Linked DNA regions of Mus musculus: all the other regions are linked to region 3. A link is a contact called in public promoter capture Hi-C data. All regions are on one chromosome and are shown on one strand. Each heading gives the region's core, a stretch centred on a gene start, on an enhancer-like site or on the middle of the called end of the contact. The rest is flanking DNA. Distances are from core to core; before and after follow the strand shown.

Region 1 (4,292 bases), core at 56-2,555, 180 kb after region 3:
TAAGTACCTCTCTTCTTGATAAGATAGAATTCTAGAACTGTCTACATCATTCTGCCTGTTTTTTTTTAATTGAAATGGATTCTTCTCTCATCCCAACCACAGTTCCCCCACCCCACTCTTCCTAGCTTTTCACCACATCCGCTTCTCCATTCCTTTAGATCCATTCCCCCTCCCTCTCCTCTTCAGAAAGAAGTAGGCTTCTAAGAGATGACAGCCAAACAGGACCAAAATACAGTAAGACAAGGTAAAAGATCTCATACGGAGGATGGAGAAAGCAACCCGATTGAAGGAAGAGTCCTAAGAGCAGGCAGGAGGCCCACTAAAACATCAGTATAACGGCCACAGCTGCCTGCAGTCCTTTAAAGAATACAAGCAGAAACAAATTAGTGTGTCTAGATGCCCCTCTCAGTCAGCTTGCTGGATCTCATGATAAATACACTGGTGAAGATCTTCTAAGGAAGGCTGCCAGGAAGCAAACAGAAAAGCAAAAAGAAAAGCAAACAGCAAGTCCATGGTCCCAATGTCTTCTTCAAGGTCACGTGAGAATCTTCTAAAGTCCTTTCATTTGGCCTCATCTATCAAAGGTTCCACCACTCCCAACAGCACACGGGCTGGGGAACATTCAGCACGTGTGTCTTTGAGGGACAGTTTAGATCCAAACTACAGCAAACACTTAAGAAATAGAAATCTAAAAGAGGTAACCACATATTTTTAAATAAGACTTTGGGGGTGGAAATCTGGCGGAGCAGTTTAATAAGCACTCGAATAGCAAAATTACAGCAGCGCCTGAAAAGATTTAGAACAAGCCCAAGCCAGGCTTCAAGGTTTTTGCCGAACTGTGATTTTTCTGCGCCACCTTGTGGCCCAGACACGATTACTACACGTGTCAGGTAAATCATTTTCCCTGGTCAAGTACTAAGCCGCATTGCGCAAATCGGCTTCCACAAAAAATGCTGAGAAAATGGAGTCGGCCTTTGTTTGCAGGGATGAAAAGCGGCATGGCTCTCCCTCCTATTTGCTGCTTCATCATCTTTATTCTTTAATCTCATATCTCTTGCTCCACCCAATCCCTCCTCCTCGCGCCGTTTCCAGGCTGGACCTCCCTCCTCTAGCCCCACAACTCGGCAGCACTCAATGCTCAGCGGATTCCAGCCCCAGTCGCCCTCGCGGTCCTCCCTCGGGGTTCCCTCCTCGCCTGCTCCGGTGGCCCCCTCCTTCCTAGTCCTACAACTAAGCTCCGCCCCCTCACGCCGACAACCAATGGAGATCGGGCCACGCCCCTCGTGCTGCACGCCGCGTCCCTTAGGGTTTGAGGGCCCGGGAAGTGGGTCTGAACCCCTAACCCTGCGGCGGGCAGCGGTGGGCACCCTCCGGGTAGCCGGCGGCCATGGACTCCCAGGGGCTGAAGGTGAGCGGGCGGCGCGGGGCGTGGGCAGGGCGAGTGGACTGCGAGGTACAGGGTGGCTCGGGCAGCTGATGGTGAGAGCCTGCGGCCTTGGCGGAGATGCTGCGCCCCCCGCCGGGATGATCCCGAGGGCTCAACCACTGCCTTGCGGTTAACGGCCAGCCCCCAGCCTCCTGCTTATGTTGGCTTTGGACTTCTCCTGGGAAAGCCTGCTTAGTCTCCAAGTGTGATTTCTAGGGACTTAGCGAGCTAATGTCCTCTACCCGGCACTCACCTTTGCAAGCGGTTAACGAAAGTCCTTTAAAAGGAGGAGTATTATAGATTATGAAAATGGTCTTCCCATAGTTGCACTCAGCATATATTTCAGAAATGGTGAAAAACAAGGACAAGGTTTGGAAGCCTTTCGCGATCATTCCCCTCCCCTCCCCTCGCATCCCCTCCCCTCCCCTCTGTCCACTTTGGGACCTGTTCAGTATTTGTGGAGCGCTTTTTCTTGGGTGACTCCCGGAAGTTGGAGCTAGCTGAACAGACTCCTGGACATGAGATTTACTCATTCAAAAATCCAACACTGGAAAAAGTTCTTAGTACATTTAGCAAGCATTGGTTGACTGCCTTCTGTGTGTTTTGCACTATTTTCTAAGTACTTGCAATACTGCAGTAAAGGTGCTTAGTCTTGCAACTTTCACTTGATTTATGAGGGCTGACCCCACAAGCTATTAAACACATGAATGTCATGAGAACTACTGATTATATTCAGAGGACAGTGGGTGCTGACAGTTAGGGAAGACCGAAAGGTTTGGCTTTTTTTTTTTTTTTTTAATGAATTTCTACATTACCTTTTCAAGTTTTTCCTCCAACTCTTTTACATGTTTTATCCCTCATTTTATCCAAATGAGTTCTGCACTAAAACCACTTTAGTGATAAAACCATTATTAAACTTCTCATCACTTAGCACAGGAGCGAGTCGTGTCCTAAAACTGAGGCTGCTGACCTTGGCTTCTTCCCTTTCCAGTTTGATCAGTGCAATATTCTATCTAGAACAAGGTTCTTGAACAAGGAGTGGCAAGCACCGTCTACAAAATGCCAGATGGTACCTACTTTAGTATCTCTGTCCATCTGCAGTGACGTTGGTAAGCAGCTGTGGATGTACCTAAATGAAGGAGCATCCTCATATGCCAGTACATCTTCATGAGCTCTAACGTTTGTCTATGAAAGGTTTTCCCTGGCCCTTCTTCTCCAACTATTTTTAGCTCACTACCCATACAAAACCAAGTGGGAAGAAAGCCAGACATATCTTGGACCTACCTTCCCTTTGGACCTATCACTCTGGTTTCCTACCCTATTGTAGAATAAGGGCTGGCTTTTAGCCCCGCCCATCACCACACCCAACCCAGGTACCACACTCTTATCTCCATATTGCTCTTCCTCTGCGTTTTACAGCCCTGGGCCTTTCTCAGAAATATTCCAAGAGAAATACGGTGTTATATGTGGAGGAGATGGAGTAATGTGTTTATAATTGAAGAATCGGCTCTAGCATCCTCTGCAGGAGTGGGTTCCCTGGTCACCCACAGTTACCAAGCTGAGTACAGTATTCTGTATTCCCCAAAGCGAAGTAGTGCCCACCCCACATTCATTATAGCATTGTGTCCCAGCGGGTGTTCAGATTACAGTTTACCTGAATGTTCAAGATTTTTCCATGGCAGTAAACACTCTTGTTAACTTTTCTCAGCATCTTATTGATAGATTCAGAGTACAGTGTAGAACAGGATAGGTTATACTCTCTTCTCAGTATCTTACACAGTACCTAATACTAGAAAGTAGACAGTCCAAAAGTGTTTGCTAGACCGCTGAGCATGGGGATACAAGCCTACTCCTGGCACTCTGGCGAAAGAGTCAGGAGGAGAGCAGGTTTGAGCCAGCCTGAGCTACATTAGGAGATCCCACCTCAGAAATCAAAAGGAAGATTGTTGGACTAAATCGTCTATCTCGAACCACAAGCATACCAACAGGTGTGGGGAGCAATATGAAATCCATGGAAAGGGATGCACTTAAAGACGGCTTTGATTGGCAGGACTGGGTAAATGAGAAGGGGGTGGGGAGCATCACGGTTGGTTTGATGGTTTAAACAGCAGGTGGCAAAGTACAGGTACGGAGCTGAGGAGAGAGGTGTTGGACAGGCCGCAGAGTTTTGGCGTAACTTACTCCTAGGTTTTCAGACAAGGACCTTCACAGCATTATCAATTAGTCCTCACAACCACTGCTAGGTCTGCTTTAATAACTGTCGCTTCTCTATGAGCAAAGGTGTCACACAGGTGAAGACTTGAGGCCATGTCTTTGCACCTTTAAATCCATGTCTGCCTTTCAGAGCTGTAGTCTGTGAATCATTTTTCACACAGTACAGAAGTCAAGGAGGATAGTATTGTGGCCTAAATAAATAGATAATAAATAAATAACGTTAGTTCATTTTGATCCTGGAGATTGCGGAAGTTGGGGGAAAACCAACTGTGATTTGCTGAGGTAGGTTGCGGTTGTCTAGGATATGGAATATGGGCCACTCTCTCCAGAAATGAGGTGGAGAAGGGGTGTGAAGCAGAAGCCACAAGAGGGAGCAGAGCAGAAGTTCAGAGAACGTTGCATGACTGTGATCTAGTAAAGGTGAGGGGTATCCCTACAGAATCCAGACTGTAAAAGAGCTGTCTGCATGCACCTATGTCCTTCTGTTTCTTACTCATGTGGTCCTGACACAGTCAGACAAGGGCATCTCTGTCTATGAAGTAAGGGAGCCCGGCAGTTACAGTGATGTCGAGAGTTGGGCCTTCCCTTTTTGAGTAGTCAGCAGCTAAACCTTAGATGCATTTTCAAGAAAAGTAGACCCAAGTTATCCCAT
Region 2 (4,060 bases), core at 235-2,734, 190 kb before region 3:
TAGATGCTTTACTCAAATTCCCCAATACTGGAAAGTAATGAAGAAATGAAATAATCAGCTATGGTAGATCCAGACTATGGAATTAAAGATGTTGGTAATAAAAGGATTCTTTGCATACCTGGGAACAAGAAACTATGTGTCCTCTCAGTGATGCTGAGAACCTAAAATTGCTCTACAGTTAGAATTGTTTAAAAAAAATGGTACATTATGTTTTTTATTGAACTCTTCCTACATCTGAAATCATCCAGGTAAAAGGTGACTACTTTTCTAGCACACAGTTCTAAGAATTACTGTCAAATGATTTTTCCAGAGAGCTATCTCCAAAATTAAAGTTTTTTATTATTATTATTTATTTTATGTGTCTGAGTACACTGTAGCTTTCTTCAGACACACACCAGAAGAGGGCATCAGATCCCATTAGAGATGGTTGTGAGCCACCATGTGGTTTCTGGGAATTGAACTCAGGACCTCTGGAAGAGCAGTCACTGCTCTTAACCACTGAGCTATCTCTCCAGCCCCCAAAATTAAAGTGTTTGTACACACTTTGTAGCACATTTTTGCCTTTCAAGGGTGTAGTATTAAAGTCCCTCTTTCCTCCAGCACAGCAGGCCATATAGATGTGGTGCTTCAAACTGTGGATATTGAACTTAAGCTTCACTTCCCCGGGGTGGGGGTGGGGGTGGAGCGATTGGCACAGTATTGCAGAAAAAGCCTTGCCCATCAAGCTGATCTGACCTGCCCTGAACTTTCTGAAAGCTGGGTCATGAAGTCCATCCACCAAGTCTCAGAATCTGCCATCCTCCAATGTCTTCTTTCCGCAGATTGTTGTTGTGTTTCTGCCATTGCTTCCCCTGCCAAGTTTCTGCACAACACAACACACACACACACACACACACACACACACACACACACACACACACACACACACCAAGAACAATTTCTTTCCACAGTCCCTGAACTAATCTCTGAAATTCACCATCCCTGGGGTTGATTGCATATCCTGGTGAGCGGTCCTAAGTCTAGGAAAATCTAAACCAAGTCTTCCTCCCCACCTAGACCAGCCTCTACAGCCTAGTCAAACTTCAAAAAGAAATATGCATTCTTTGCCTATCTAGAAGACTGCACACTCACTTATAAAAACAAAAACAACAAACAAACAAACAAAACAGGAAAAGGACACAGCCTAAAAATCGGTTCTGAGCATTCACTACCCAGCTCTACCAAGGGCAAACCCCAAAGGAGGGAACAGTGTTCTGCAGGCAGGGAGGCACCTGGAGGACAATGCTTTGTACATTCTCCCCAAGCTCCAACCCTTTGTCATTCTTCTCTGCCTTGCAGTTTTTCTCCGACTCAGCCTTCAAGCCACATAAAGTGGCTTCTCGGAAACATTAGCACTGAACTGGAGGGAAGGAAGGAGCTAGAGGGAGGTGGGGCGAGGTGATGGAAGGGCCTTTTTAGCTGCCCGCCACACTGGCGCACACTCGCACACACCCCACCCAGAGAGGTGGCCGCGGGTGAGAGGCTGTGCGACCCACCTCCTGTCCCTTCTTCTAGCACGGAGTATAGAGGCTGCCGCATCCCTAGCATCACCACGCCCAATCGCCAGGTCTCCGCCCTGCACCGTCTACCGGGCTGGGAGGAGGGAGCTAGGGGTGGGGACCCGAGAGCTCAGGGAGCATCGAGGAGGCCTAGCGACGCGGTTGGCAGCCGAGGGCGGGGTCGCTTCATCCTGAGCAGACTAGAAACAGACAGACTCCGTGCAGGCCTAGCCTGCGCTCCAATTGCGACTCTAGCCTTTTCAATCCTGCCCACTGTGCAGGCTGGTCTGGTCTAGCCTGGGTATCCCGGACTCCTAGTAGCAGGCACTGTGAGCAACAGGATTTCAAAGAAAGAAGCAGAGGGAAGAAAGAAGCCTGGGAAGAGAGGAAGACTTCCCTTGGATCAGAATCCGCAGGTGCACTCACCGGGTGGGCATGATCCGTGGGGCCAGGTCAGTGAAAGTCTTTTTTTTTTTTTTTTTTTTTTTTTTTTCCCAACCTCTTGCTACTCCCGCGAGTGTGGAAGAAAGAGGACCTAAGGTCCCTTTGCTCCCTTCAACTGCCACACCCACCTGTGTCCGTTTTTCACAAACTCGAATTTAGCCACCAAGGATTGCACCACCAGGAATTTAAAGGGGCTGAAAGAGGTGGGGATTGGGGGCGGGGAAGGTGGGGTCAGCAGAGAATGAAATCCAACTATTTCAACCGGAAAGCTACGCTCCCAACCCCCCCCCCCCCAAAAAATCACACTCTTGCGGCTCCTACGGGTTCAACAATATACACAAAGGTAGAGATGCTTAACAGTCTGTTATTTCTTTTCCGTCTACTCCAGTGGAGTTGTTACATGGGTCTCAGGACCAGGGCCAGCTTATGCTTCTTGACTAGCTAATAAAAAGGCATGTGCTTTAGAGCGAGTGTCTGCAAAGATAAACACGCAGACACAGCATTGCTGACTTACCTAGGAAAGATCAGAAAATCTACACACCCCAGAGAAGCATTAACAGGCAAATAAAGAACCAGCCCGTTTCTTAACAGTTTGTTTGTTTGTTTGTTTGTTTGTTTTTCAGGTCAATGAGCACTTTATAATGAAAATTAAAAGTTTTAGTTCATTTTAATTTGGTATATAGTACAACTGAATATCATGAACTCTCGAAGGGTGAATTTTTTTTCTTTGCATGTGTGTGTGTGTGTATGTATGTGTGTGTGTGTGTGTGTGTGTTCCAAACAAGATTAATCAATCAACCAACCAACCAAATAAACTAAAGCCAGTTTTTTAAATCATAGCAAAAAGTTTTACAAGGCTTTCTTTTCTTTTTCTTTTTCTTTTTTTAAGTTTTAGAGTCAACAGTAAATTACTTTAATCCAACAGCAATTTTGCCAGAACCAAATTTGGGGCATTTTTTTTCCCTCAAAGAAAACTTATAAAAGATAAAGACCAAATTAATATATGCTTTTACACAAATGATGGGATTTTTGGTTGCCGACTGTGAGTCGCTGTTGGGGGCAGAGTCATTTCTGCCTAGAAACATTTTTTTTTTTTTTTCCTAGCTCCGTTCCCTGTACACAGGTGAAAGAGACATCCTTTCTTTCTGTTTTTGCCATTTTCACGTATTTAAGTTGGAGTTTTAATTCTTACAATTTAAGATAAATGGAATTTCTTTCATTTAAAAGCTACTTCTATCAGATTTCTATGTATCATATTACCATGTTTGTTAGACTAACTCATTCATTAGCAGATGCCAGGCAAAATATGGCGTTTGATGTAATGGAACATAGACGAACTGTTTAGACCACTGATGCCAATTTTGTTCACGGTAACTTTTTAAAAGCAACTACAGTTGTTTAAAGGAGGGTTCACTTTTAGAAGTAAACCATTATGTGCTCGGTACACAGAAGCTTGGGTGTGCATAAAGTGTGCCTGGAGTTCTGTGATGCAGAACTAGGCTTTCAGTGTACCTGATGCTGCTAAGGAGAGAGCTGAGTCAGGTTTGGATGTCTGCCAAAAGCATCCAGCGCCTCTAGCTCCCCCCGCCCCCCACCCCCACCCCCACCCCCAGGGGAGCCGCAGGTAATCATGGGAGCCCTCCAACTGTAATGCTTCTGTGTGTGTGGGTTTTTTTTTTTTTTTTTTTTTTTTTTTTGCTACTTGTTGCTGGGGTGATTTGACTGCAAAGAAATTAAGAGAAGGCAGCAGTGCCGTTTATTCACATTATTTAATATTCTCGACTCTCTTTGTCCACGGCAAGGGAAAATCATTTGGTTCATTTGCATAGACAATAAAAGCGCTGAATTATGTTTGCACATCACACGGTGGCCAAGTGTGAGAAGGATGTGCATCTGTGTGGTATTTTTTTCTAAAATTTATCATGACTTTTCTAAAGGAGCTAAAGCTTATTAGTTGTAAATGGACCCGTGCAGATGCCCCCGTGCTAATAATATTTGCTTTTGCCTAAGAGATTTCTAATTTTTTCCCCAATGTTTATAATCAGAATGTGTGATTCACATTTTTGATTCTTTGTGCT
Region 3 (4,261 bases), core at 300-2,799:
AAATTATACTACTGAAAAAAAAAAAAAGCAAATGTTTAGTGACATTATAATCTGTCTGGAGAAAAAAAAAATGACTGTAAATCCAGCCGATGGTCTAGTAAAAAAAAAAAACAAAAAAAAAAAAAAAACAAAAAGACAAAAAAACAAAAAAACAAAAAAAACAAAAAAAAAAAAACAAATGAAAACAAGTATTTACTATACTGCAGTAGCAAAACTACCAGGTGAATTTGGGGGAAACCTCACCTACGTTGGCTCAGACACATTTAACTTCTTTTAATGTCTATTTCCTTACTCGTTAATTAACAGGAGAAAGTAGATCACCGTGTTCTTTCATGCCCCTGTATCGTCTCATCTCCTCACCCTGGTCTTAATGTGGCTCATAGCAGCAAACTCCCTAGCTAAGAAAAGAAGGCTGCGATTATTTTTAAGTAGTGCATGGCGTCCTCTCTATTTCTGTCACCTCCAAAACTAGATGGTTTTGTCCACAACCCATGTAAGACCATGATTTTACATATAACTAAATAGTATGATGTCATCTTGTGCTCATATGAAATCATCACACTCAGAATCATGGTAGGAGACTGGATGTACTGTTTGTAGGTTTTAAGACTGTAGCTCATGTTACATACACTTGAGATAATTGATTGTTAATTAGGCAGTTTAATATTTTTTAATCTGCTGCTTAAAATATTCCCCTTGGTATCAAGAAGTGAATCTAAGAATGACCATCTTTTTAAAATAAAATAAAATAAAACAAAATAAAATAAAATAGAATAAAACAATTTCTATAGAGATTGTTTTGAAAGTCTAAAAGAATGGTTCACTATATGCAAAATCTAAGGAGAAAGCTCAGAACCTCTTTTCTCAGTACAGACAGTACAATTATCACATCTGATATTTATCTGCAAACCACAAAGATGTGTACCTGCTCTTATTACTTGGATGAACATCAGGAGTTAAAATGCATTAAAACAGTTTAACCCAGCACAGTCTCAATTTGATGGAGAAGAGTAATTTTACTATCATCTTGTTTATTAAAATGTGTCTAAAGTATTGAGCACTTCACAGATTTTTTTTTTTTTGGTTATTACTCTGCAAAGCAACCTACACAACCAACTCTCATTGCATACTGCCACATCCCCTCTACTCACCACAATGAGTTAAAGGCAGACCAAAGCTCTCAGCAGCATCCTTTGCATTTATTACAAGGCTTCACCAGCCCCTTCCTTCACTCCAGATGTGATGGTTCAGGAGTTGACAGCAGGAGAAGTCGTCCCCTCGGGTTTACTGCACACTCCAAGAGAGGTCCCCTGCACTTGCCAGGAGATTTAGCTTTCATGCTTCTGGTCATTCTTCCTACCCACAAAATGAGACCTATTTCTGGGCTATTCATAACTCTCCTTCCAAAACGTTTCAAAAACGAAAAGCAAGACCTGGTTCATGATTTCCATGCAAGATCTCAGCCTGCCCGCCTGCTTGCTGCTGCCAATACTTCTTACTCTTGCTGGTGATGACATCGTGCAAGCTCCCCAGCACTGATGCTTCATTATGTAAGTCTGTCTAGGTCAAGTGTAGGAGACTCACTACCGGCCTGTGGAAACTCATGGAACTGTTTCTTCAGATTAACACTTCAGGGGCTATCGAGGCTGCAGGAAGCTGAGCTTTAACTACATACATCTTTCGGGGGTAAATATTTTTTTGCATGATTTTATGTTTTGGGTTTTGTTTTTTTTTAATCCTTTGGCGGGCTCCTGTCAGCCAGGCTGATAGGTGCAGGTAGGCAATTCTAAGAGGTTCCAATTCTGTCAGCATGCTTGAATAAGCATGGAAAGTCTCGCACTGGTTCTAGAATTAAGACACGATTAAAAACATCCTAAATTGAACTTTGCTAATGAAGCCTTTTTTATGGTGTTGATTTGATGTTTAAACCAAGTAGGATTCGTTTGATCTGAGGCGTTGCAGGAGAGCATTGTTAGATGTTGCTGTGAGCGTGAAAAGATTTACTGCAGTTCGCTGCCGCGCTGCCCTTGTCTCTAACTGAGAATTCGCTTGTCTTGTAAATGAGCTCTGAGTCTGCTGCACTGTGTCTTCCGCCGCGCCTGTTTGTGACAAGAACGGAGCTTGAATAACCTGGTAGTTAGGGGACTTCTGCTGATAATAAATCCTGCCTACTTAGTCTCGGGATGCATACTGCAGCAGCTCCAGTGTCATTTGATACTAGCGCTGAATGAGGTTGGGTTAACTGCATTGGGTCAGGAGGGGCTGTGCTTAGGAGATCTGGCGGGCTGAGCCCTGGTTTGATGTGACCCTTAACTCATCTAAGAGTAAAGGTAAAACCAGAGGAGAACTGGTTCTATCAGACTATCTCGCTTTGTGTCCTGCTGCAAGAACTAGTTAAAACGGCATACTCAGAACGGCACACTGCAGAACTTGCAGGGCAAGTAGCAAGGTGAGGTTGCCGCAGCGGTGTGAGATTGGCAGGAAATTTTCACACAATTAAAACCGAGATGATGACACAACCGAGTGCACCTCATTTAAAATGACAGAGGGATTTAAAAAGTTGGAGATCAATGCAGCATGTTTGAAAGTTTGGCTTCCTTTGTGTCCTTGGCAAGCAAGGGTCTGTGATTGGGACTTGACCAGAGTTAAAAGTTTCCTGTCATTTGCTTGGGTGTCTTCAAATGAGCTCTGGTGTAAGCAGTAAGGCAGACTAACTACAGGATTACTGTGGATAGAACATTGAAAACTGCCTTATATTCTTCTCACTATTGAATTAAAAGAATGAAAAGGAGTGTTACCGAAATCAATTTGCCTGGGTGCCATTTTCATACTGCTAAGCACAATGAACAGGGGCGTGTTGATCATTTGTGATTGACTAAATTTGTCCTGTATTTAATTGATTGAAGATGTACACATTTTCCCAAATCATTTGAAGAGACAGTTACGGCTCCCTAAAGGCCTGATTTTATATTACTGATGTCAATAGCAACGATCCCCGTAGATACAGCTCGGCAGGCCCAATAGATCAAGGTCACTCAGTCTAGCAGAAATAAAATGTTAAAAATAAAGAATGCATACAGAATAATATTTATATTATTTGTTTGGATGTCTTCCAATTTAGGGTATTTTATATATAATATTTTTATATAATACTTATTATATTTAGGGTATCACTCTTCTCCTCAAATAACATATGATTATTCCTTAATGTTGTCTCTATAGGCTATCAAAAACCTACAGATTTCTTCCTTTTTAGACTTTTTGAAATTTGAATTATGTCTAAATTACCACTTATATGATTATAGTCCTTTGTGTGAATTAACATTAATCACTCTTAAAGTGAGATTACATGAAGGGTGAGATTCAAGTTTACTCTTAGACCAGCATTTGCCATTTCCCCATCAAATGTTAGGCAGTGTTTCTCAGTGGTCTGAGAAAGCTAGCTACTAGCTATGTCAGCATCTGAATGGAACATTTGGAAATGCCCGTCTTTGGGCCTCAGGGCAGACACACTTAGAACTTCCCTTTGTAGGTTCTAGAAATGCAAGTTCTTACAACCTCCAGGCAGTAGTGAGGTGTGTGAAGATCCAGTACATGGGACAGTAACTTGGTCAGATATGAAAATGGTTTTCATACAATATCTGAATAGGTGTTACATAATTAAATTCTCTGTTTCTTCTTGCCTGGCCTAACTATGGCTAGCTGTGGACTGATGTTTACTGTGCAGTTATGTACCATATCTGAAGTGCAAGGGGTTCCCAGCAATATTGGTTTTTCAGCAGTTCCATGTGGAATACTAGCTCTTTGAAGCTAAATGGCACGATGTAAATACACTAGAGGACCTACCTCTCTTATATGCTCAGAGCGACTTTGCACATATCACTGGCCCCTTTGGTGCTCAGTTTCTCTCTGTAAAGTAAGTGATTGTTCTAACACAAGATTGCGGCTGGGCCTAATTGGGTGTCTTAGTCAGGCTTTGTGTTCCTGCACAAAACATGATCAAGAAGCAAGTTAGGGAGGAAAGGGTTTATTGAGCTAACACGTCCACATTGCTGTTCATCACCAAAGGAAGCTGGAACAGGAACTCACACAGGACAGGAACTTAGAGGCAGGAGCTGATGCAGAGGCCATGGAGGAGTGCTCCTTACTGGATTGCTTTGTGTGGCTTGCTCAGCTTGCTTTCTTATAGAACCCAGGACTACCAGTCCAGGCATGGCACCACCCACATTGAGAAATGCCTTACGGCTAGATCTCATGGAGG

What was found. Capture Hi-C pulls out chosen DNA fragments and counts their contacts.
Region 1: a promoter capture Hi-C map of pancreatic islet shows a contact between it and region 3. The contact joins the promoter of Ttc21b here to the promoter of Scn1a in region 3. A contact is called at or near these places in 7 of 39 promoter capture datasets (the 3T3-L1 cell line, cranial neural crest, liver and 3 more), 1 of 484 Hi-C or Micro-C datasets (cerebral cortex), 3 of 115 datasets of contacts at active chromatin or transcription factors (embryonic stem cells and stem cell-derived neural progenitor cells) and 3 of 9 other capture datasets (adipose tissue, liver and pancreatic islet).
Region 2: a contact with region 3 is called in a promoter capture Hi-C map of pancreatic islet. The contact joins the promoter of Scn9a here to the promoter of Scn1a in region 3. A contact is called at or near these places in 3 of 39 promoter capture datasets (the 3T3-L1 cell line, embryonic stem cells and stem cell-derived epiblast-like cells) and 1 of 9 other capture datasets (pancreatic islet).

Annotation. Positions count from the first base shown.
Region 1 is chr2:66,253,630-66,257,921 of GRCm38.p6, reverse strand. Ttc21b (tetratricopeptide repeat domain 21B) reads left to right here and starts at 1,305. Exons shown (of 29, transcript NM_001047604.2): 1 at 1,305-1,408. The coding sequence starts at 1,388.
Region 2 is chr2:66,632,386-66,636,445 of GRCm38.p6, reverse strand. Scn9a (sodium channel, voltage-gated, type IX, alpha) reads left to right here and starts at 1,484. Exons shown (of 27, transcript NM_001290674.1): 1 at 1,484-1,990. Gm35265 (a long non-coding RNA gene) reads right to left here and starts at 2,682. Exons shown (of 7, transcript XR_374598.4): 1 at 1,965-2,682.
Region 3 is chr2:66,438,125-66,442,385 of GRCm38.p6, reverse strand. Scn1a (sodium channel, voltage-gated, type I, alpha) reads left to right here and starts at 1,549. Exons shown (of 27, transcript NM_018733.2): 1 at 1,549-1,686. Gm13629 (predicted gene 13629) reads right to left here and starts at 1,506. Exons shown (of 4, transcript NR_033495.1): 1 at 1,152-1,506.